Linked DNA regions of Mus musculus: regions 2, 3 and 4 are each linked to region 1. The links are chromatin contacts, called in public HiCAR-type and promoter capture Hi-C maps. All regions are on one chromosome and are shown on one strand. Each heading gives the region's core, a stretch centred on a gene start, on an enhancer-like site or on the middle of the called end of the contact. The rest is flanking DNA. Distances are from core to core; before and after follow the strand shown.

Region 1 (5,582 bases), core at 2,793-5,292:
ATGTGTGCTATGCAAACATATTTGTCTTCAAAGGTGTTATTTAACCATTACATTATTCCTATTTATATTGCCTTTTATATGCATACATTAATATTTAATAACCTTTCGCTAAGAATATCCTAAGCCTTAAAAGATCACTTACCTGGATGCCTGCAGAAGACACAAGTATCAGCTGGCTTGAAGAAGAGCAACCACTGTCACTTTGCCCTCTGAGTTTAGCATTGGATTTTGATCTCCTATGTACCACTCCGGGGCTTTGTAACAAGCAGAGCTTTGGCCTTGGCTCTCTGCTCCTCCATAGGGGAGGAGACAGAGAGCCAGGGCAAGCCCTAGGCTTCTCCACATTGCTGAGGTTGTCCTATAAAACAAGAGATGTAATCTTCATTGATAACTTCACAGTCATTGCTATGAATTTCTTTAAACACGGTAGGTACAATGCTACTTATTATAACTTAGCATATGGATTCTATTTCCATTTTGTTAGGCTCATTACGCCATTGTCATGAGCCTCCTTCCATTAAATATTCCTGTAAAGGGGAAAGTGCCAGCAAAAAGGCAGAGGAATGATCAGAGGTAGCTAGCTACCCGCAGCATGGTACAGTATTTCCATGAGCAGCACACATTTGGAAATGTGCCTAATGAGACAGCCAGGCAACTCTCTGGGAAAGGACACATATTCAGAAACACCTTCCAACTGTAATGCATAGTCACAGAACATTCTGCAAACACATTCTGACACATTTGAGCTGCACTGAGCCCTGATGGCTTCATTCTATCCTCTGCCAATCTAGGAAATGTTAGTTGTGAACTCTGCACAAAACTGAAAAAAAAAAAAAATCAGCCCAGAAAGTAAAGGGAGGACATGGCGGTGGAGACCAACATGGTGGCTGTGGTTCATGGTGGCCCTTAGCTCTTCCTGCATGAAATCTTCCTGTAAAGTGCCAGGCAAAAGGCAGACAGTAAACCATGGCTTCAAGTTCAAGCCTTCCACATTTTTAAACATCTTGGGTACATTCAATATTTTTGGCTTGTTAGTCCTCTATATGTAGTAACATGATAATGTAGATTTGAATCTCTTCAGGTATAAGACTACCTGCTTTGATATTGCCACCATACTCATGATAAGTGTGTCCAGGAGAGGAAAATCTTAGCCAAGAAGCAGTATTACAAGTCATTGTTCTTGCCCCACCTAAGAGTCTACAGTAGTCTACAAACCAAACAGAAGGTAGTAGTTGCTACTACTGCCTTCATGAAGCTCCTGTGACTAGGTAGAGAACGTTCTCAGATAAAAAGATGCCCTGTCTCAAGAAAAGTTAAAATATTAAATACATGATGAGAAATAGCCCCCAAATTTGGCCACCTCTCTCAGAATTTTTTATAGGTAAATTTAGAGACATGAAAAATGTGCAAAAATCACCACGAAGGAGAATTAGAAGAAGGAGGAGGAGGAGGGAGAGTGGGAGGGGGAGGAGGAAGAATAAAAGAAGTCAGGTGTGGTGGCTCATGCCTGCAAAACTGACACGAGAAAGCTGAGGCAGAAGGATACCTCTGAGTTCAAGAATAGCATGGCCACAGGGTGAATTCCAGACCTCTCTGGAACACAGTGAGAACAGGCCTAGTGGTGTGAAGTGCTTCTGAATACCAAGTTAGCTGGCCACAGCAGCACACCTGTGACCTAGCATGTGAGAGCTGAGGCAGAGGAATCTCCAGTTAGAGGCCATCCTCAGCTATACAGTGAGACAGTTCTCACCAAGGGCCTCACTGAAGAAAGGGGAGGGAGCTGGGTATAGTAGCTCCTGCTTTTAATGCCAGTATTTAGGAGACAGAGGCAGAGGCAGTTTGATCTCTGTGAGTTCGAGACCAGCCTGGTCTATGTAGTGAGTACCGCAACAGCCAGTGCTACTTGTGAGACTCTGTCTTAAAAAAATCAAACAAAAAAGAAATAATGAAAAAATAGGAGGGAGGGAGAGTCAGCTGGGTATGGTGTGCACACCGTTAATCCCAGCTCTTGGAAGGCAGAGGCAAGTGAATCTTATATAATAAGTCTACATATAACACGGTCTGGGCCAGCCAGGGTCACACTGTCAGGCTACGCCCAAAAGTAAAACAAGACAAGAAAAGGAAAAGACTTTTAAATCTTCTTCAGCTATTTGTACTAACACATTTTTAATTCTGATGTTTAATCGGGGAAGTTCCTTTAGGGTGATATTTACCATAATAATGGGATCATTCTTATGTCAATCAGTTACTGGGTTTTGCTAGAACTATAAAGGCAAAAAGGAAAAATGTTAAGCACATTTACAGGTGCCAGTTGTGCCTCAGAATGTTTATGCTACTGCGCTCTCTGCAGTTGAGGAAACTGTGGCTCAGAGAGACTTTGTATGCCTTCTCTAAGACCATACAGGATTAGTATCCACAAGAGTAGATTTAAATTGGTTCTGCCCAACTCAAAACATGGATAGCTCAGCTACCAGTATACACTGAGAGTTTTAAAATACATCACCATGCAATAACTATAGCAGCCTATATAACTATAGCATTAACTATAGCATTTCTATATGCTCTATGCTCTGGGGAAAAAAAGAAGGAAAAAAACCAAGCTATTCAGCGTCTTAATAGAAAATCTAGCTGGTACTTCTTTCCTAAACTAAATTCATGTGAGGCTCTGGGATCAATCGCTAACACACACACACACACACACACACACACACACACACACCTCAAAACACTAAACTAAATTCAGTCTTTATAGAACTGCAGCATGAAGACACGGCCCTTGATACTCTGCCATAAGGCAAATATTTTCAAATGGCTAAATGGCAGACATAAATGAGAAGACTATTTCACCCACGTTTCTAATGAAAAGAATGATCGAGGGACAAAGGAAAAGCTGGAGAAGATGAGTTTCCACTTGCAGAGTTTCCCATCATTAATCAATAGGCTGCTTGACTTTGCTTAAGGTTGCTTTTATGGAATAAGCTTTGCATTTTAACTGTAACTGTCGAAGAGCTATATAAAAAGAATGAAGGCAAATAACAAAATTAGATCCAGTAATAACTGGACAGTGGTTATAGCGATTACAGTCTTCAGTTGCAAGCCTAGATACCTGTTCATGCTCAAAACTACAATTGATTGTACTCCATTAAAAGGAAAGCAAGCATACTCTTTGCCACACATCCTCTCCCCTTGAACAACAAAGACCACAACAAAAACAGACCAGCATTTTAAAGCCCCTCATCCGCTGGGCTGTGGTGGCACATGCCTATAATCCCAGCACTTGGGAGGCAGAGACAGGAGGATTTCTGAGTTCGAGGCCAGCCTGGTCTACAGAGTGAGTTCCAGGACAGCCAGGGCTACACAGAGAAACCCTGTCAAAAAAAAAAAAAAAAAAAAAAAAAGCCCCTCATCCACCTTCAGGCTTCCACCCTCTACTTAAATTCAAAAGCTCCCCCACCGAAGGACACCACCTGGACTGCCTTAAAGCAAGGATGGAGCCCTGCCCTGGGGATGGAGCCTGCTCAGTCTGCTCCCTCCCAGTTCTGAAATTGCTTCCGAATTCCCTGGACACCTCTACAGTACAGTGCGGTGCGACAGGCGTCTGTCCCATCTCTGCTCTTGAAATCCACTAGCTTTCCCTCTTGTTTGTCCTCACTCTAACCCTTCGTGGGAAACCCTGGAATTTAGTGAGATAATATTGCCCATATGACACCACAGTTCCCTGCAGAGAGAAACAGCTGCATTTTACATTGCCCACAGTAAAGGACAAAAATCAACAACAATAAAAATATAAAATTAAAAAAAAAAGTTAACTGTTCTTCCCCGACACTTCTTGTTCATTAAACAAAAAAAATGCTTTTAATGTCTTTTAGTCATCTTTTTACTAAGTCTATTTTAAAGCGGGGGAGAAACGTATTTTACCTAAGAAAAAATATTTCCCAAACTGTAAAAGAATCAAGTCCTACTTACGCAACCCCTTCGGACTAGCTTCGTCCTGTCTCTTTGCTCTAGTTAGAGCAGCTCCCCAAAGCCACAGGCTGACACTGACTTTTATAGCCCTGTTGTTTACCTCGCCCTCTGAGGTGCAGTCCAAAGTTCGGTGCTCCCTCCCGCTGCGACCTTGCAAATGCAGCAAGCCCCTGAACAGTTTCCGATCACAATGAGAAGAAAGTTTAAACAGCTGAGGCAGTACTTACTGAGGGAAGACGGACGACTTTTGACGAGTTTCTAACTTATTTTCTGCTTTTGATCACCCTATAATCTAAGAATGGTACAGTCCAGGGTGGAAGGAAGGGCTAAGGGGAGAGAGGTCCTCCAAGTGCCTTTCCTTTCGAAACTACAATAGGGAAAAACATTTGCCTAGCCAGCAAGTTACACAGCTGTTTTAAAAGAAGGGAAAACATGTTTGTTTTCCTTTTCCTTTATGAAGAGGAAGTTCTATACTAAACCCACACTGAAAGCTTCTTTAGAAAAGTCACCTGCTGTCACATTATTTTGGTCTCCTGCTACTATAGACCTATCTTTGTTTGGCTGTGCTCAGCAGAATTTCAATTGGTATGCAATCCCGTGGGAGCTCTGTTCTTGCGGGTTTCCTTTAATATAATGAACTAAGAAAATCGTCTTCAATCTGAAAGAAACCAGGCCTCATTTAAAATGTATATAGTAGTGCTCATTCTTTTTGTGTATCTTTGTCTCTCGGTGTCTCTGTCTCTGTCTCTGTCTCTGTCTCTGTCTCTCTCTCTCTCTCTCTCTCTCTCTCACACACACACACACACACACAAACACACACTAAGGAAGGGGGAGGGGCAGCACATGGTTGCCTCAGGGCAAACATGGAGGTCAGAAGACACTTTTGTAGAGTTGCCTGCTCTCCTTTCTCCTTTAATTGGCTTCCCCTTTAACTGGGTTCCAGGAATCAAATTCGGGTCTTGCCCGGCAACAGCCTTTACCCTCTGAGCTACTTCCAGGGCTGAACCCACAGTTTTCTCACAGCTGTAGTGCTACTTATAAATCCCAACAGAGTCTCTTTTAGCTGTTGCTTCAGGGTTATGTTTTATGCTTTTTTTATTTCTCTTAAGAACTGTATGCATGTATACAATATATTTTGATCTAACTGGGACCCCCTACTGCCCACTCCAACTCTTCCCAGACCCCTCCCCAACACATTTTCCTCCCAGCTTCATATGGGGTTGTTTGGTTTGGTTTTGATTAGTTGGTTGGCTTTGTTACCGAGTGCAGTTAAGGCTGTTGATACCTGTACAGGCACGGGGCTGTCCATTAGAGCATGAGCAACCTAACACAAGCCATACCCTTGAAGAAAAATGACTCTCTCCCAGTGGCCATCAACTGCTAGTAGCTTTTCAGCCCTGGTGGGAGCCTCCTGAGTACTCCCCAACACATGAGGAAATGTAAACAGACTTGATTAACAACAGCTGTGTGGGTGGGTGCAGGAGCACAATCGTCCTATGGTATCCAAAAATCACTGCTTTGCAGCGGTCCTCCCCAACCTCTAGCTCTTACAAACTTTCCACCCCTTCTCCTGTGGTGCTCCCTGCATCTTGGGCAGTCCTCCCCAACTTTTGGCT
Region 2 (5,517 bases), core at 1,755-4,254, 720 kb before region 1:
ACTGCCTTAGAGGATTTTTCTGTTTTTCTTTAAAGTTTTACAAAATGGCGCTCCAGGGCATTTTTCTGAAGTGAACCAGTGACTTACTGCCACCCAGTAAACTATGGGCATGGGCTCTCCAGAAAGATCTGAACCGTTCCACGAGTACAGCTATTTCCTCTACCTGTGACTCTTGCTCTTCAGAGCTTTCTTCTTCTTAAAGATACACTGTCATTCTAATGCTTCATAATTCCATAAGTTGAATTTTCTATGTTCGCATTACCATGAGGCCTTGCCCCATTCGCTTGTCTTAGCAAAGACTTGCTATTCTACTCAGGATTCTAGCTCACCACTTGCCCGAGTCTGGACCTTGAGGTGTTTAGCACTATGCTGGACATCATGTGTTTTCTCTCTCTTGATTGGCTTCTGGCTGAGCAACTATTACTCTCCATTGGCCAATTTTACCATCATTTAGGTGCCACTATCATTTCTTGAGGAGCCTCTTCTTCAGTATCTCACATCAAATATTACTTCTTTAATTTTCCTTCCTAGTGCCTCCCATAATTCTAAAATTTTGAATTCGCTGTGTATTGTTATTATCTCTACACTGCTTTACTAGATAAACTGTGAGAGGGCAGGGGTTATGGCAGAGGCATTTACTGTTGTAGTTGCAGTGGCAACAATCAGAATGCATAGCCAAATAAATATGTAATGGTCCTAGTATATAGAAGCCTTCTGTGGCAAGTAATTACATTCACACATACACATCACTGTTAGTCATTTGGTTCACTTATATGAGAAAATAAGTCTGTCGCCACCCCAAACAAAGGTAGTGAGAGAAGTTTCCAAAACAATGTTACAAACCATTGGTATTAGTAACAGAACTGGTAGTTCAGAGACAAGCAAGATTTCTGTTTAAAAATATTTAAATTTAAAAACTTTAAATCTTTCGTAAAAATCTACATGATTTTATTTCTCCTTTGCTGGATATATAGCTAAATTTTGTATGTTAGGGAAAGGGAGGTAGTTCGAATGTGATCAATTTGCTTCTTTCATATTTTTGGCACATTCTAATCATCTGAGATTTAAAATATGGCTTTTATCTTTTATTTGTTCTATTCATGTGCATTTCCTAAAGTAAAAAGAACTAACTATAACTTGGAGGGGAAATGCATTTTTTTTTCTAGTACAAGGGTTCTGTGTTTCAATACTTCCTTGTGAATTACTAAGGTCTGGTTGTTGCCGGTGTCTCTCTGTGATGAAACCAGCTTTCTATGAGAACTTACTTTGTTAAGATCTTGAATAAACCACAGAATCATGTATTCTTTAGTTTGGAGGTTAACAGTCTCATCCTTCTCCTCCTTATCTGAAAAAAAAAAGACTAGATTTCCAACTCTCTCTCTGAAAATGAACACACCAAAATATCAGTTGAACAATAATTCCCAGTGTTAAGACTTTCCATATAGAATACTGTAGTTTGATGCATCATCATGATTGTAATTTTTTTCTTTATGTGCATTTTGCCTGCATATATATGTCCGTATACAATGCCCATGGAGATCTAAAGAGGCATCAGATGCCCTGGAGCTGGAGGCCTAGACAGTTGGGAGTGGCCATGTGGTTGCCAGCAATGATCTCTCCAGCTTGTGCCTGGAAATGTTATTTAGTGCAGTTTGGCATGTTAGAATATGGGTCCTTAATTTCTGTGGGATGCTTGCTTGTTTGTAAACTGGGTCTCAGTATGTACTGGCTGCTCTAGAACTGCCAGCATCCCCTCCAGCCTTAGCTTCTCAAGTTCTGGGATTACAGAGTAAGTCAACACTCTAGCATAAGAGTTTGAATTCTGTAGTTCACCTTGATTATAGAATGCAATTTTTCTGGCCTTCAGATTCTTCATTATAAAGTATCATAAGGATTTGTTGTTGATTATTGTTTTCTATTAAAAACCATTTTCCCAAGTACGTAAGGGCATTACACAAGTACCGAAGACACAGAGCACGTGTTTTTTGCTCTGTGCATTTAGAGTAAAATGACAGGAGAAAAAAACTGGTCATCATGGCCACTTGCAGAAAAGTGACTGTGGTTAGTCACTCTTAAACGATCACATTACTATTTTCATAGTTTAAATATTTTCTACCAGGCTACAACAAAAACCTTAAAATTAAGATGAAGGGTAGAGTTATTCAAAATATATTGTGCCAAACCGGGGGAAACAAACGAACAAACAAAAAGCCAAAACAGCATTAGATTTCCGTGGCCATAGGCAAGAATTAGCATTCATGGAATGCAAAGCAATTTGACCACTTGAGTGCTGATTAAGACCCGGAAGAACACTTAACACTTGTCAGGAAGGTCTCAAGGTGAACTAAGACAGTGAGGTCGCTGCCACGTTTAGGTCGCAAGACATTTAAGGTACTTTAAGTGTGAGCTAGCCAAGATCAATCCGGAGTAAAAACAAGCTCCAGGGTGAAGATTCGGGGAAAGCGTTATGCCAGCTAGCAGGCTGAGGACTGCCAAGTTGTCTGCCCTCACACTAGGTCTCGCAGCTTGGATGAATCTCACCCGTCCGCAGACTTCCGTTTCTGACCTTCCCCCACCACCCCCCGCCCCCACCATTACAATCAAGTTTTATTTTAGTCCACCTCCTTCACTACAGCGCCAACCGCTGCAAATCCTCTTTCCAGACCTTCCAAACCGCCCTCTTCCAGCCAGCTGCTGCGGCTGCAATCTCCCTGCACCCGCGGAGAGAGTCGATGTCCTATTGGCTCAGCTCGGGGCATGGTCGGCTTCCGATTGGTTGAAATTAGAAGGCGGGAGAGAGGTGTGCCCTTACATCATCGACTGGCCCCTCGCAGCACGGGATTGTGGGAGGGAGAGGGCCACTGGGAGGAACTAAATACCCGGAACGACCTTTGCGGGCCGGGGCGGTCGTAGCCCGGAGCCTATGTCTCCGCCCACCGGCTGGGCGGGCTCCGCCCCCACTCCGCCAGCCAGGCCGTCAGGTGATCTGGGGCTCACGTGGTCACGTGGACAGGGCGGGCGCGCCCGAGCTGGCCATGGCGGCCGCGGTGTCCGGTGTGGTGAGGCGGGTGGAAGAGCTCGGGGACCTGGCTCAGGCTCACATACAGCACCTTAGCGAAGCCGCGGGGGAAGACGGTGAGGGAGCGCCGCAGAGGGAAGTGGGCGGACGGTGGTGAGATGCGAGGGGACCGCTGCGCTCGGTGGCCAGAAGGCGCGGCCTTCGGTCCGAGGCGGGGTCCCTGGTGCTGGCACTGCTGAGCTTGGTCCCCATTGGGCAGTCATCTGCCCTCTCCTCAGATGTCCTGTTACCCATGCAGCGTTTTCTACGTTCCTTGAAATCCTTTTTGTTTACATCCGACCAGATGTGTGGTGTCGAATCTGCGAGAAGGGTAGACTTTAAATAAAAGTACACACGGACTTTCTCCGGAATGTTCATACTGCCCAGAAAATGAACAGTATGTTTTTTTGTTGTTTTTTTTTTTTTTTTTTTTTTTTTTTTTTTTGCATTCAGAGAGACATGCATGACAGTTCACTTTTTCATTACTGCCTTGTAAATTTCCACTTTGTTTTCAATTCAAAATTCAGCTGTAAATACATATTGTACACAGTTATGGTGTAATTTTAATGCTCCCCCCCCCGCCCCATTTTAGTCCTTAGGTATTTTCTTAGAAGGGAAAATAGGTTAGGAAATACGTCATTCTTTTGACATCAGACTCGGTTTGCTTTTTATAAATTCTCAGTTGCCAATTGGTTCGACAGTAATCTTTTTTTGTTTTTTGAATGTTGAGCCTTTACCATCCATGAGCTTTAAAATTCTTGTGATTAGAGTCATACGATGACCGAAATGAAACATTTCTCCCAGGTGATTGACTAGTTGGTGTATTTACGGAATCAGTTCTATAATTAAATGAAGCACATATGACCACACTGAGGCTTTTTATCTTTTGGTTTGTGGCAAGCGGAACATAGAATTTGTAGTCACTGTTACCTCCCTGGGTCATGTGTCAGCCAGAGCTCAGGTAGTCTTACTTACTTATTACTGAGCCTAACAGTAATTCATATTTTCTTATGAAAGAATTCTATGATCCATTGTGAAAGGAGGCCTGGAAAGGAGGTTCAGTGTTCCATGGCCTTGTTTGGAGGCTTTGTTTATACATCTGAAAATTTACTAAAATCATAACTGTAGCTATCTGCTTTACAATCTACTAGGCAACATTGACGTTAATCTTACTGGAGAATTACTAACAGGGCTTACTTAACACCAGATTATATGTATTTGAATTATACTTGGCCCTTTTTCATACATCAAAATCAATAGACATCGGAAATTGGTCCCTTAGCTTAACAGTCATATGTTTTTCTTGAGTTGTCAGTATCGTTAGTTTCAATTTTATTCAAACTAGATAATAGAGTGCTAACCATCATTCCACTTAAGAGTGCTCTGTATTTATGGCCATATAGTTCTCATTCTTAACAGTATGATATTGTCCTGCATAGACTTATAAGAAGGACCTTCTCTGAAGATTATAGGAACCTTCTCAGTTTACTTTAAATATTTCTAGTAGAAAGAATGTATTTTTATGGACTTTTCCAGAATGATAGATATGCCACCACCACACCTGACCTATAATAATAACTATGACACTCCTCTTCAGCAGCGACTTCAGCAGTTCAGCACAAGTCTTTGCATTTACAGTAATCTCAGAAGTTAACGGGAAAAATATAAATAGCTTGTACAGGACGTGGGGAGGCCGATGGTCTGGACCATTTTGGTTCTCAGTAGAATCTTGTTTTCTGGGTAGTAGGGTGGTACTTCTGGGCCAAGGAGAGATGTGAAGACTGCTAACTTAAGAGCGATCTTATAGCAGTAGAAAATCCTCTAAAGCTTAAGGTCACTAAGTGACTACCTGCTGACATAGCTGATGGTATTTTATTCTAACACTGAGCAGCTTATCTGTTCACCAAATACTACATTGTCTGTCCACTGCTGGATGCCTGTGAAAGCTTCTGTAGTGCAGAAAAGATGCTTAAAGACTTTGTGTCTTGTACTGTGGTATGGATATGTACTTCATTAAGTGAAGTAGAAGGGTGGACAGTATCTTTGGGGCCCTCAAAATCAGAAATAAAGAAAATATTGTAGTAAACAGATGGTTGAGTTAAGATGGTAAAGTTTGGAAAGTTGGCTAAGTTGTGGTAAGAAAACATGCAGGAGGTATTGGGGTTTTTTGTTTTCTGTTTGTTTTCCTATAGGTTTTGAAGGAATGCGGTAATTTGTTCAGTTTCAAAGTTTTTTTTTAATAATTTATTTCAATTTTATGTGTATTGGTGTTTTACCTGCCTGCATTTTTGTGTGAAGGTATCAGATCTTGGACTTAGAGACAGTTATGAACTGTCATGTGGGTTCTGCGATTTAGACCTGGGTCATCTAGAAGACCAGTCAGTTCCCTCAACTGCTGAGCGATCTCTGTAGTCCTTCATTTTGACGTTTTAAAGGAATAAGATATAACCCTTTAAATT
Region 3 (5,294 bases), core at 2,513-5,012, 760 kb before region 1:
TCTACCTTTCTTCCTTAGACAGGCAAGTTCAAAGAGGCTCTTTAAACTACACCTAATTAACCTCTTCCAATATATTTTATAAATGAAGTGGCGTTATCTAAAACCAAATGCGTTGGTGAGGGATCTCCCTGGTGTGAACAGAACCCTGGGTTTGAGGAAATCCACAGCAGGAAACCTGTAGTTCCAGCACCAGAAGCAAAAGGATCAGAAACTGAAGGCTAGCCTTGGCTTTATACCATGTTCCAAGATAGCCTGGGCTTCATGAGATCCTACCTGGAAAAAAGTTTATGTGCCAGCAGCTGCCAAATAAATAAAAACATAAATTACTTTCATGTTTGCAGAGACTACCTAAGAAAATGTGGGGCAATACCATGTATAGCTCAGATAGCTATTTATTTTGGGGTATTTTAGTTGTGAGCCTAGCCTTTAATGGCTGAGCCATCTCTCTAGCCCATTGTGGGGTATTTTAACCAAGCTTTTAGTCACAATGTATTTTACTGGTCTACCCTCCTATCTTCAGCAGAACCCCATTTTATTATTGGTAGTAATTTCTCATATTAAAATTGAGTGAGAAAACAGTGATTAAGGATTTTGATAAAAGAAACAAAATTCTTGGGGTGCAAAATGTCTTTCAGTGTAACGTTTCTTCCATTAACATTTCCATTTTAATCTTCAGTTTCTTACAGCTAACCACAGAAGTCTTACTCCATGGTGGAACCTAAACTTCATCCCCTGACTTCCTTTCTAACCATTCACTAACACTATTATTTCCTTTACCTACATCTCTCTTCCATGTCATCCAACACTTGAGAACTTAGTAAAATATATGTGTCTGTGTATGTGTGTATGTATAATGTATGTATGTGTGTGTATATGTATATATACATATATATACATATATATAGTATGTGTATGTATATTATATATTATATATACATATACTATACATACTGTATATATACATATACTATATTATACATACTATATAATAAATAGTACATTATATATGTGTTATATATCATATACACATATTGTAATATACTATATATTATATACATATACATATACCATACATTATATATACATATTCTCTCTATAATATATACACACATATACACACACATATTTTACTAAGTTCTCAAGTGTTGGATGACAAGGAAAAGAGATGTAGGTAAAGGAAATAATAGTGTTCTAGTATATATATATATATATATATGATACACATATGTGTGTGTGTGTGTGTGTGTGTGTGTGCATGTGTCTGTATCTTGGTAGGGAAGGGTTGTACCACAGTGAACCTCTGGAGGTTAGAGGACAGGACAACAAAAAGTAGTCAGTTCTCTTTCTACCATGTAAGTCCTAGAAATTGAACTTGAGTTATAAGTCTTTGTGCGGCAGCTTTATCCATATCACTGACCTCAAACACTTTGTTTTTCTTCTGTTTGTAAATATAAGTATTACCTCAATAATAGAGTGATAGAGAACTATACACCCAAGTGGTGTCTAAATGTCACCTCACGACTGTTAAAGAAATCATGACACAGAAAGGTTGATATAGCCTATATTAGTATGGAAGTTTGTTTTGTTTTGTTTTGTTTTGTTTTGTTTTGTTTTTCGAGACAGGGTTTCTCTGTATAGCCCTGGCTGTCCTGGAACTCACTTTGTAGACCAGGCTGGCCTCGAACTCAGAAATCCGCCTGCCTCTGCCTCCCAGTGCTGGGATTAAAGGCGTGTGCCACCACCCCTGGCTCTTTTTGGTTTTGTTTTTTGGGTTTTTTTGTTTTTTGTTTTTTGTTTGTTTTTGTTTTTGTTTTGTTTTGTTTTTTGTAGTATGGAAGTTTGATAAACAAAATCAGGAAGAGCTGTCATGGAAAGAGGAAAGAAACCCAGTTAGGAGGAAAAGGCAGCACTATTCAGGTGAATAGCATGCAAGCTTGCCAGGAGGAAGCATCTCTGCCAAGAGGAATCAGCCAATGTTCAACATGAATCAATCCACTTAGAACCTACCCAGCTAGAAACCTTAGGGTGACACAGCACCAGATTGAAAAGCTTCCAGGTAATTCCAGGTCATGCTATAGCTCCAGACAAGGAACTTGTTCACCATGAATGGGAGGGAGAGAAGGAAGGAGAAAGGGAGGCAGGGAAAGAAGCAAGGATGAAGGAAAATAAGGAAAGAGAGATGGAGAGAGGGAGGGAGAAGGACAGAGGAAGGGAAAGAAGGAAGGGTGGAGGGAAGTAGGAAGGAGGGAGGGAAGGAAGATTTTTTTTAAGCATGGTAAATAAGTACACACCTTTAATTTCAGAATTCTGTAGGCTGAAGCAAAAGAATCATGGGTGCCAGGCCTTCCTGGCCCCCATAGCAAGATCCTGTCTCCCAAAACAAAAGCATAAAAGCATTTTTTAAATATCTATCTCAGTTTACCTGTTGGCTACATTTAGCCAGAAAGTATTCAAGGTTACTGAAGGTATCCACCAGGTTCTCTCAGGTGTGTACTAAAATGAGTATTCTTGGCAGAGCAGTCTGCAGTGTTGAGGGAGGCAAAGGACTGAGGTATACCGTGGTCCCAGTGAAACGAACACAGGGGTATTACAATTCAGCACAGGGGTATTACAATTCAGCACAGGGGTATTACAATTCAGCAGAGGCGGATGACTTACGCGCTAAGCAAGCAGCCAGTAAGGCCAACCAATGCATAAGCGGGCAGAACACCCCAGAGAGCAGGAGCTGCACCTTCTTTCCTCATTCCTGAGAAGCCTAACTTTGAACTGGGCCATGAACTTTTTACTAACCCATAATTACAGCTCATCCACCTAGAGGTTTGCTGGCTTGAGAAATGGTTTAATGATTATATTGAAAGTGGGGTAGACTAGAGGTGAATAATTTAAACTTAGACAAACATGCACTGTCAAAAGAAAGTTTTTGACCTTGGCCCAAGGACATCCCTGTGTCCTGGTTTTTTGCATCTGCTCCATCACTTGCAGCAGGTTGGCTGGTGGTTAAGTGCATCCAAATTTGCATGCAATTACCCAAATGCCTCCTTTGAGGAATTTAACAACGCAATGACTCAGTTCTGAACCATTCCCTAGCACACGAGGGAGTCCTGTGATGACATCTTTAGATTCTCAACACTCAGAGATTGAAGGCAAGGAAATGAGCAACAGGGGAAGGAGTTCAAGAGCACACAGTGCAAGTAAATGCCCTGCGTGATGCACTCTTCTTAAGTTCAGGACTGCAATTTGAAACCTCTTCAAAGAAAACTTTGCAGGTTCGGGAAGAGGCTCCTGAGCAAACTGAACACTCCAAGGTGAATCCACCCTCCTCCCCACCCTCCTCCAGCACTCAGTTCCTTGGTCCCATACTCAAATCCAACCCGAATGTGTGCTTAGAGGCTAGACCCTCTACAATGTATAAGCAAAAATATCCACCACCAGCTAGTCTGCTAGGAGGGCGACTCAGGATACCATTCTGTGGGTCAAGGTGTTTGGGTTTTTTTGTTTTTGTTTTTGATTTTTGTTTTTTTACGGTCTTTGAACATTGCAAGTCTCTAACCCGGAGGGGACGGAGAGGAATTCAAAATAAAGGACCGAGGCGTTTGCAAACTGCAGCGGAGCGCCGCCAGCCCTCCTTCTGCTTCCAAACGCTTGGCAGGCTAAATCGCCCCGTGACAAGAGCTCCAGTCCGGGTTCCCCTTTCTACCGCCATATAGGGAAGGGGAGGATGGGGAGCGGCAGTCCGCCTCCGCAGCGCACAGCATCCGCCCACTTGGCGGTGAACTTGAGCCAGCAGCGGTTAACCCGGCCCGGGGTTCTGGGCCTCAGCCGGCGCCAGCAGCTCCCTCAGGTGGGGCGCAAGCCTCAGCGCGCCGCCCTTCTCCGCTCCTCTCCTCCAACCGGCCCTTACCTAGGGCGACGGCCCCGGGGACCCCCTTCCCAAGGGCGTCGGCCTGGAGCCTGGAGTCTGTAGGAGTGGCGGGAGATGGGGACGCGAGTCCCTGGACGCCGACAGTCTGTCTCTAAGGCGTTGCTGCGTGGCTTTGGTACACAGAGCCTCGACCGCTTCTCCACCGCTGCAAGCACAGCGGGGAAGTGGATGGAGAAGCAAAGACAGACAGACAGACAGACAGACAGACAAGCGGCGGCGGGGCTACCCTGAAACCCGAGCGTCTCCAAGCCCCCACCCCCAACCCCCGGGCACGGCGCTGCAGATGCCAGATCCCCGACCAGAGGCGGTGGAGATGGGCAGGGCAAAGAACGCGCGCGCCGCTCGCAGCTCGTCCGCGCGTGGCCTTCCTCTTGCCCCCCTGCACCTTCAATTTACCTTATGCAGGGCGCCCCGCGAGCTGCGGGCTGAGGCGCCGAGCCGAAGCCCAGAGGACAGGAGTTTGAGAGCCGCCATCTTCGGCCCCGGGTGCGGGAGACGGTGGCGCGCGCGGGAGTGCGTGCGAGTGCTGGTTGCCCGGGGCCGCGGCGGCGTCACCGGCTAAGAAGAGAGAAGGCAAGGCGAGCGGTAGGGCGGGCTGGAGGCTCGACCGCGCGTCAGTGACGTCCTCGGGACCTCAGAGCGGTGCCGCCCCTTGCTGCCTGCTGGCTTGTCAAGAAGCGAGACAGGGAGGGGCTCACGGCTAGGAATGGAAAGGCTGCACAGCTAGGACGAGCCCCGCGGGTTGTGCCGGGGCCGGAGGTGCTGGGCTCCAGCTCATCTGCGGGCACACCCGCAGCGGCGGGCGCTGCACTCAGGCTGGAGGGGGCGCTAGAGCCTGCCTTCCCCTCGCGCAAGGCTTGGCATCAACCAGGGTTTCGGGTTGCCAAGGGCCTGGAGGGTCTCTTACTGAACGTGTTACTTTTCCAAATCGCCCTCTGGAATGAGTACAGGTACAAAGGGTCACTGATAAAGATCTCCTTCCAGATCTAGACAGCTCACCTTTCCAACATTTCTCAACCCCAACACCCACAACTCTCTTCAAGTCTGGTTTTGCCCTTAGTTTCCTCTGAAACCCAGCAGCGTGCTGACTGACCCTCATGAGACATGACCTGCTTAACCGACAGAGGGACAAGATTAGAACTGGGCTGTTGTTCCCCATCATCCTACTCTGTGTTCCAGAATTTTCCTGGAACCGGAGTCCCAACAATTCCAGAAATTACAGAACAGGTATAAGCACAGAAGTGTCTGTCTCCTCTCCTCCTCGTCCTTGTCCATGTTGTATAATTCCCCTCACCTTGTAATGCTCTTCCTGTTGCAGTTTTGTATGAGAAAAGCCAGTCAAGGGACACAATGAACACAAAAATGCTCGGCA
Region 4 (5,324 bases), core at 1,289-3,788, 770 kb before region 1:
AGCTGGAGCCATAGGTCCCTCCATGTGTACACTTTGGTTGGTTGTTTAGTCACTGGGAGCTCTGGGGAGTCTGGTTGGTTCACATTGTTGTTCCTCCTATGGGGCTGCAAACCCCTTCATCTCCTTGGGTCCTTTCTCTAACTCCTCTATTGGAGATCCTGTGCTCAGTCCAATGGATGGCTGTGTGCATTCACCTCTGTATTTGTCAGGCACTGGCAGAGTCTCTCAGGAGACAGCCATATCAGGCTCCTGTCAGCAAGCATTTGTTGGTATCCACAATAGTGTCTGGGTTTGGTAACTGTATATGGTGTACCTACATTTTAAAGCACAATTTCTGTTATAAGATAGACGAATTATTGAATGGAAGCTTCCCTCCTACTCAAAGGTTCTGGAACTTCACTAGGCAATGAGAGAGAGAAAACAAACTTTGCAGGTTGGTATGTCTGTCTGGGGCAGTCTCACTATGTAATCCACATCAGCTGGGGACATAGGACCCTCCTACCTCAACCTGCCAAGGGCTGGCTATAGAAAACTACTTTTAAGGATCAAATATTTTTGGCAGTGAAAATCATACTGATAACAACAAATAAATAGGATTATATAACAAAGATATGATTGTATAATCTAGACAACAAAGGAATGATTTATAAACAGAAAAAAAACATGTCAGTTGGCAAGGGCATGAAACACAAGGATTTTTCTCGTGTGCTAAGATGAATGTATACCGACCACTTTAGGGAGTGGCATTGGGACACTGTTAGCATTGAAAAAATAATACTCTGACACTAATAATAATAATAATAATAATAACAACAACAACAACAACCCTGAAAACAGTCATCCTTATGCTACTGAATCATCATTTCCTCTCATGTCTCTACCAAACCAGAATTCATACTTAATGCTCACTAGACAACATATATAATACATCCTTCAACACAGTGCCCATTACAGGCAAAATGAGAGCCTCCCACCTGCCCATCCACAGAATAGATAAGTTATAGTTTATCCAGACAACTCAGTCAGATACAGCAACGAGACTGCACAGTGGACCTGCACTAGCCACCACGGACAGACTTAGACAGAACACTGAGTAAAAAAAGCTATTCACAAACGTGTGCATGTTGAATCACTTCCTTTACGAGGGCTTCAGACTTTGACAGGATTAACGTGTGTGGTCCAAAGTGTCCATAATGTAGATGGGGCAGGGGGACAACTTCCCAGTGACTGAAGTGACTGCAGGCATTAGGAAGTGAGTTTTCCGGAGACTGATCCTGTCCTGTGTTCTTTGTACAGGTGTTGGCTACATGGCCACTCAGCTTGTAAAGTCCCTTTGGTACATCTATGTAGGGTCAGTTTTCTATATCACTCTATATTAGGTATCTACAGTTTTTTTTAAAGGATAAAACTGCCATGAGAGTCCCAAGGTGGGAACCCTCTGAAGAGAAGTGGGGAGGGGACAATGGGTGGAGGGATTTCTAAGGACAGGACTAGGAGAAGAAGAGGAAGGGGGGCTCCGACTGGGATGTAATATGAATAAAAAAATAAATTATGTGAAAAACTGCAATGAGATTGACTGTGAAATCTTCTTAGAAACAGCGGCCTGTATTTCCTCCTCTTGAGGGCCACATTCACGTTCTGCTGGGCTGTGTGGTCTGCACAACTCACTCATCCAGCAAGCCCAGACTGAGTGCTTATTCCACCCTAGAGAAGGGATGTCAGCCTGTGTGGCTACAGCCCAGAGAAGGCTTATGCCTGTCCCTGTGTAGACCTGAGAGTTCCGAGGAAATAAACAGGAAGCCTGTAATTGCAGCAGAGGGGAGGGATGTGTTAAGTGATGTCTTTAGAATACATGATGGGAACACAGAAGATCAAGGACCACAGATGGAGAAGGGGGTGGAGAAAGTCTAGCAAGGGGAAAAGGTTGTACAGAGGTGAAAATACACAGAATCCAAAGAAAACACTGTTTGAGAACAAGGTCAGAGATGGAGATCCTGAGGCAGGAGGCATCTTGCTCAGGGCTCAGAAGGAACAGCATGTGGACTAGAGGCAGGAGTGGGAGGAAGGCCTGATTGTGATCTGCCTGGAGGGACTTCATCCTGAAGGACAGAAGATGGCAGGCGATTAGATGGCAATTCAGCTGACAGGAGACAGGCTATACCATGGATTCTGAAAACCCCATCAAAGGCAGGGAGATCAGCGAAAGGTCAAAGACGGTGAGCGTCTGAACTAAGGTGGAGGCGGCAGCAATGGAGAAGAGGGGGGTCGCTCAATCAAGAGACACTGGGGAGACGGTTCATCCAGCTGAGCTGCCTGGCACAGACACACGGGACCTAACAGAAGAGTGAACTGGGGTTATTAATCCAATGGCCCCTAGCAACATCCCACATGTTTAACATGCAAAGGTGTTAAGTATGGCAGCCTGTGGGACAAACTACTAGCATTTCTTTCAACGACCACTTGCCTATGTTCTGTTAACAGGCTCACCAGTGCCCATTCCGATTCACAGGGCTCCTTCATGATCTGTAGGCTTGCTCTTCCCCTCCCCACAGCATCCTGCACACCACATCCCTCGAGGCCTACAGTTAACGAGAAACTGTTAATCATTCAGAAATCTGTGCTTCCTACCCACCAGAGGCATAAAAATACCTATACAATTTACATTCTCTTTCTTTCTCTCTCTCTCTTTCTTTTCTCTCTCTCTGTCTCTCTCTCGCTCTCTCTCGCTCTCTCTCACTCTCACTCTTGCTCTCTCTCGCTCACTCTCTCTCACTCTCTCTCTATAAAAGAAAATTAAAGGCTAAGCAGCATTTCCTTTCCCTTCCTGGTGCAGTTTCCGTTAACAGGTTCCAATGAAGTCCGTGAAGGAGATCACACACAAGATCGACTTCACCTCACCCAGGGCAAAGAGGGGAAGTGGCAGGGCTGTGGCTTCTCATCTACCCAATCTTCCCCTAAGTACAGAAGACAGTAAGCAAACCCCCACCCCATAGTTTCCTACTTTGAAAACTTCTTTAAAGGGGGAAACAGCCTTATGGGTTAATAACATACTTGTCCACTAGAGGGCTCCAGGTGCCGGAGATACTGTCTTCTTAGTGAGTAAAGTTTTCTGTTCTTTCTCTCTTCTGGTTTTCTTTCTCCTTCCTCTTCCTCCTTCTCTTTCTTCCACGCCCTTCCTCAAGCACCCTTCCTCTAACCTGCTCCTGAGACTCAGGCCCTGCTTGACGTTAGCAATTCCCCCTCCTAACTTAGCTTCTTTCAGCAGCCTGGTGCGCAGCAGAGCTCAGCAGCTCCCTCCTAGAGATGGGCAGAAAGAAACCTAGAGGAGTGATCTTTAACTCTCCACCCACCAAGTCTATCTCCACAACCTGTTTAGGCATCAAACCGTTTCTTGCTCCCCGTTCTACCTGGTACCATCTTTTAGGGCAACCTCATCTGCTTCATCTGCTTCTTCTGCTTCTGCCCCTACAATCTACTTTGAATATGGCAGCCAAATAACACTTTATAAAACATAGAAGTAGAAAGGGCCACCACTCTGCAAAGGTAGCCTTCATTCGGAATAAAGCAAAGTGCTCTAGAGCAGCAGGCAAAGCCTGCCAATTGCACGCCTTCTCTGTCTCTGACATCATTCCTGCTGGGCTAGTCTTCTGTCACTTCTCTGCCTCTCTGTTGTCCCTTCAGCTCCCCAGGTCCTGCCAGACATGCTTCCCCAAGGGCCTTTTCCTGTCTCTGAAACTATTCTCTGCACGGCTGGCTCCTCTCTCACATCCTTCAAGTGTGGGCTCAGAGGCGACCTTAGCATCATCCTGATTACACCACTGATTGCTGACAGCAGCCTCCCTACTTGGTTCCCAATCCTCTTGCTTACTTGCTTCCTTTTTTTACCCCATGTTACACAGCTTTCCAATGTATCAGAAAATTTGCCCATTTTTATGTTGACTACCTATTATCTGTCTTTCCCAAATAGAACAGAAGGTCTGTGACAGGTCATACCCTGCTGGTGCTGGGGGGGAGGGAGGGGAGGGATGGAGGAAGAGGAGGAGGAGGAAAGGGGTGGTCGTGGTGGTAGTGGTAGTGTGTTTTGGTTTTGTTTTCTGTTTTCTCTTTCACTTCTGCATCCCAAGCACCTGTCAGCTATATGACAAATAAAGGTGACTGCAGAAATACTTGGTGAGCACTTGTCAAAAGAATGTATTGCTGCATTTCACATGCCCCTTCCAGCCAGAGCTTCTGGAACAGAAATGAACTATCCTGTGACTAAGCAGCCTGACAAAGGGCAGGGGGAAGCATGCGTTTAGCTTAGAATTCCAGGCGGGCAATGGTCCCCCATCGCAGGAAAGACAAGGCAGGACATTAAACTATCCCGATCACAGTCAAGAGCAGAAAGGGAATCCCTCAGGGATCCTTGCTCGCTCTCAGCTAGCTTTCAGCCCTACAGGATCCCCTGCCTGTGCCCTCATCCAGTCCAAACAGTCCTTCAGTGAATGATGGGTGACATCAAAGCTGACCAGCTCAGTCACTCTGTATTCCCTACATGTCCCTCTGGGTCCAGTGCTAGCTTCCAGTCAGTTCAGTAGCCAGGGTGGCCAACATCCACCATGAACCAAGAAGCTCTCTGGCCACTGCCTGCTGCTTGGGGTGAGCCTAGGGAAGGCACTATCAGAGAGATTAGGGGCCAGAGAACAGTGATGGCAGGATCAGTAATACTCACGCTCTCTTCCCCACCTTCTATGTATAAAACCACTAAATGCTGGCTCTCGTAAGGCCTCCAGGCACACACCAGTGACAACAGTACCCTTCTGTTATTGTCTACAGGGTTATTTAAGGGTCATGCTGCTTTCGTGCCACTATAATCTGTCCTTTTAAAGGAGTACCTTTGGTAAACTCCTCAGCTACCAGGGATAATATACTGAGCTATGACTAATAAAATCACAATCAGAAAAAAGCCCATTTGGTTTCTGTAATTTTAAATGTCTGAAGCTCCCTCTAAGCCTACAGAGTCCATTTTAAAAACCCAAACACAGTAGGTCATTCATTACTTGGAAGTTTTCTGACCACTCTTTCACACCTCTCTGTTTCTGTATATTTTTGCAACACATTACACATTTTGGCTCTATTTAAAGATTACCTTCTGTATTTGCTGATCTTGGCTCTGGGGCTGACTATGTATTTGGCCTTTGCTTTGTTTTAGACTAGTCTCCTGGCATAGCAACAAGGCAATGCCTAAGATTCTCAACAACTGGAACAGATAAAGAACAGTGCTTAGGCCTTGAAAAGTCTATTAGTCGCTTACAAACAGAGTGTGTCTTTCTGCAGTGTCTCTA

Evidence for each region. Promoter capture Hi-C pulls out the DNA fragments that hold promoters and counts their contacts. HiCAR-type assays count read pairs that join an accessible place to other places.
Region 2: a HiCAR-type map of astrocytes shows a contact between it and region 1, with 4 times the contacts expected there. The contact joins the promoter of AW549877 here to the promoter of Selenop in region 1. A contact is called at or near these places in 14 of 39 promoter capture datasets (the C10 cell line, the HPC-7 cell line, cranial neural crest and 9 more), 1 of 15 datasets of contacts at CTCF or cohesin (pro-B cells), 5 of 484 Hi-C or Micro-C datasets (the 63-12 cell line, CD4 T cells, nephron progenitors and 2 more), 13 of 115 datasets of contacts at active chromatin or transcription factors (the NIH/3T3 cell line, astrocytes, bone marrow-derived macrophages and 9 more) and 5 of 9 other capture datasets (adipose tissue, embryonic stem cells, liver and 2 more).
Region 3: a promoter capture Hi-C map of the HPC-7 cell line shows a contact between it and region 1. The contact joins the promoter of BC037032 here to the promoter of Selenop in region 1. A contact is called at or near these places in 9 of 39 promoter capture datasets (the C10 cell line, the HPC-7 cell line, cranial neural crest and 5 more), 12 of 115 datasets of contacts at active chromatin or transcription factors (astrocytes, bone marrow-derived macrophages, double positive thymocytes and 8 more) and 4 of 9 other capture datasets (adipose tissue, liver, macrophages and 1 more).
Region 4: a contact with region 1 is called in a promoter capture Hi-C map of the HPC-7 cell line. The contact joins the enhancer-like site here to the promoter of Selenop in region 1. A contact is called at or near these places in 9 of 39 promoter capture datasets (the C10 cell line, the HPC-7 cell line, cranial neural crest and 5 more), 5 of 115 datasets of contacts at active chromatin or transcription factors (bone marrow-derived macrophages, double positive thymocytes, large pre-B cells and 2 more) and 4 of 9 other capture datasets (adipose tissue, liver, macrophages and 1 more).

The regions. Positions count from the first base shown.
Region 1 is chr15:3,269,437-3,275,018 of GRCm38.p6, reverse strand. Selenop (selenoprotein P) reads right to left here and starts at 4,042. Exons shown (of 5, transcript NM_009155.4): 1 at 3,967-4,042; 2 at 143-358. The coding sequence starts at 345.
Region 2 is chr15:3,993,233-3,998,749 of GRCm38.p6, reverse strand. It overlaps AW549877 (expressed sequence AW549877), which reads left to right and starts at 3,004. Exons shown (of 6, transcript NM_145930.3): 1 at 3,004-3,135. The coding sequence starts at 3,036. Gm2093 (predicted gene 2093) reads right to left here and starts at 2,711. Exons shown (of 3, transcript NR_045740.1): 1 at 2,666-2,711; 2 at 1,266-1,345.
Region 3 is chr15:4,025,874-4,031,167 of GRCm38.p6, reverse strand. BC037032 (cDNA Sequence BC037032) reads left to right here and starts at 3,762. Exons shown (of 2, transcript NR_028266.1): 1 at 3,762-5,149. It overlaps Oxct1 (3-oxoacid CoA transferase 1), which reads right to left and starts at 4,740. Exons shown (of 17, transcript NM_024188.6): 1 at 4,319-4,740. The coding sequence starts at 4,396.
Region 4 is chr15:4,041,060-4,046,383 of GRCm38.p6, reverse strand. All of the region lies in intron 3 of Oxct1 (3-oxoacid CoA transferase 1), which reads right to left. Among named protein-coding and RNA genes, the nearest start is that of BC037032, 16 kb to the right of the region's middle. Within about 2 kb of position 2,538, at least 77 of the 459 cell types and tissues checked have an H3K27ac peak or open chromatin away from gene starts, as enhancers often do. A contact at or near this core is called in the HPC-7 cell line, adipose tissue, bone marrow-derived macrophages and 2 more, where this site is marked.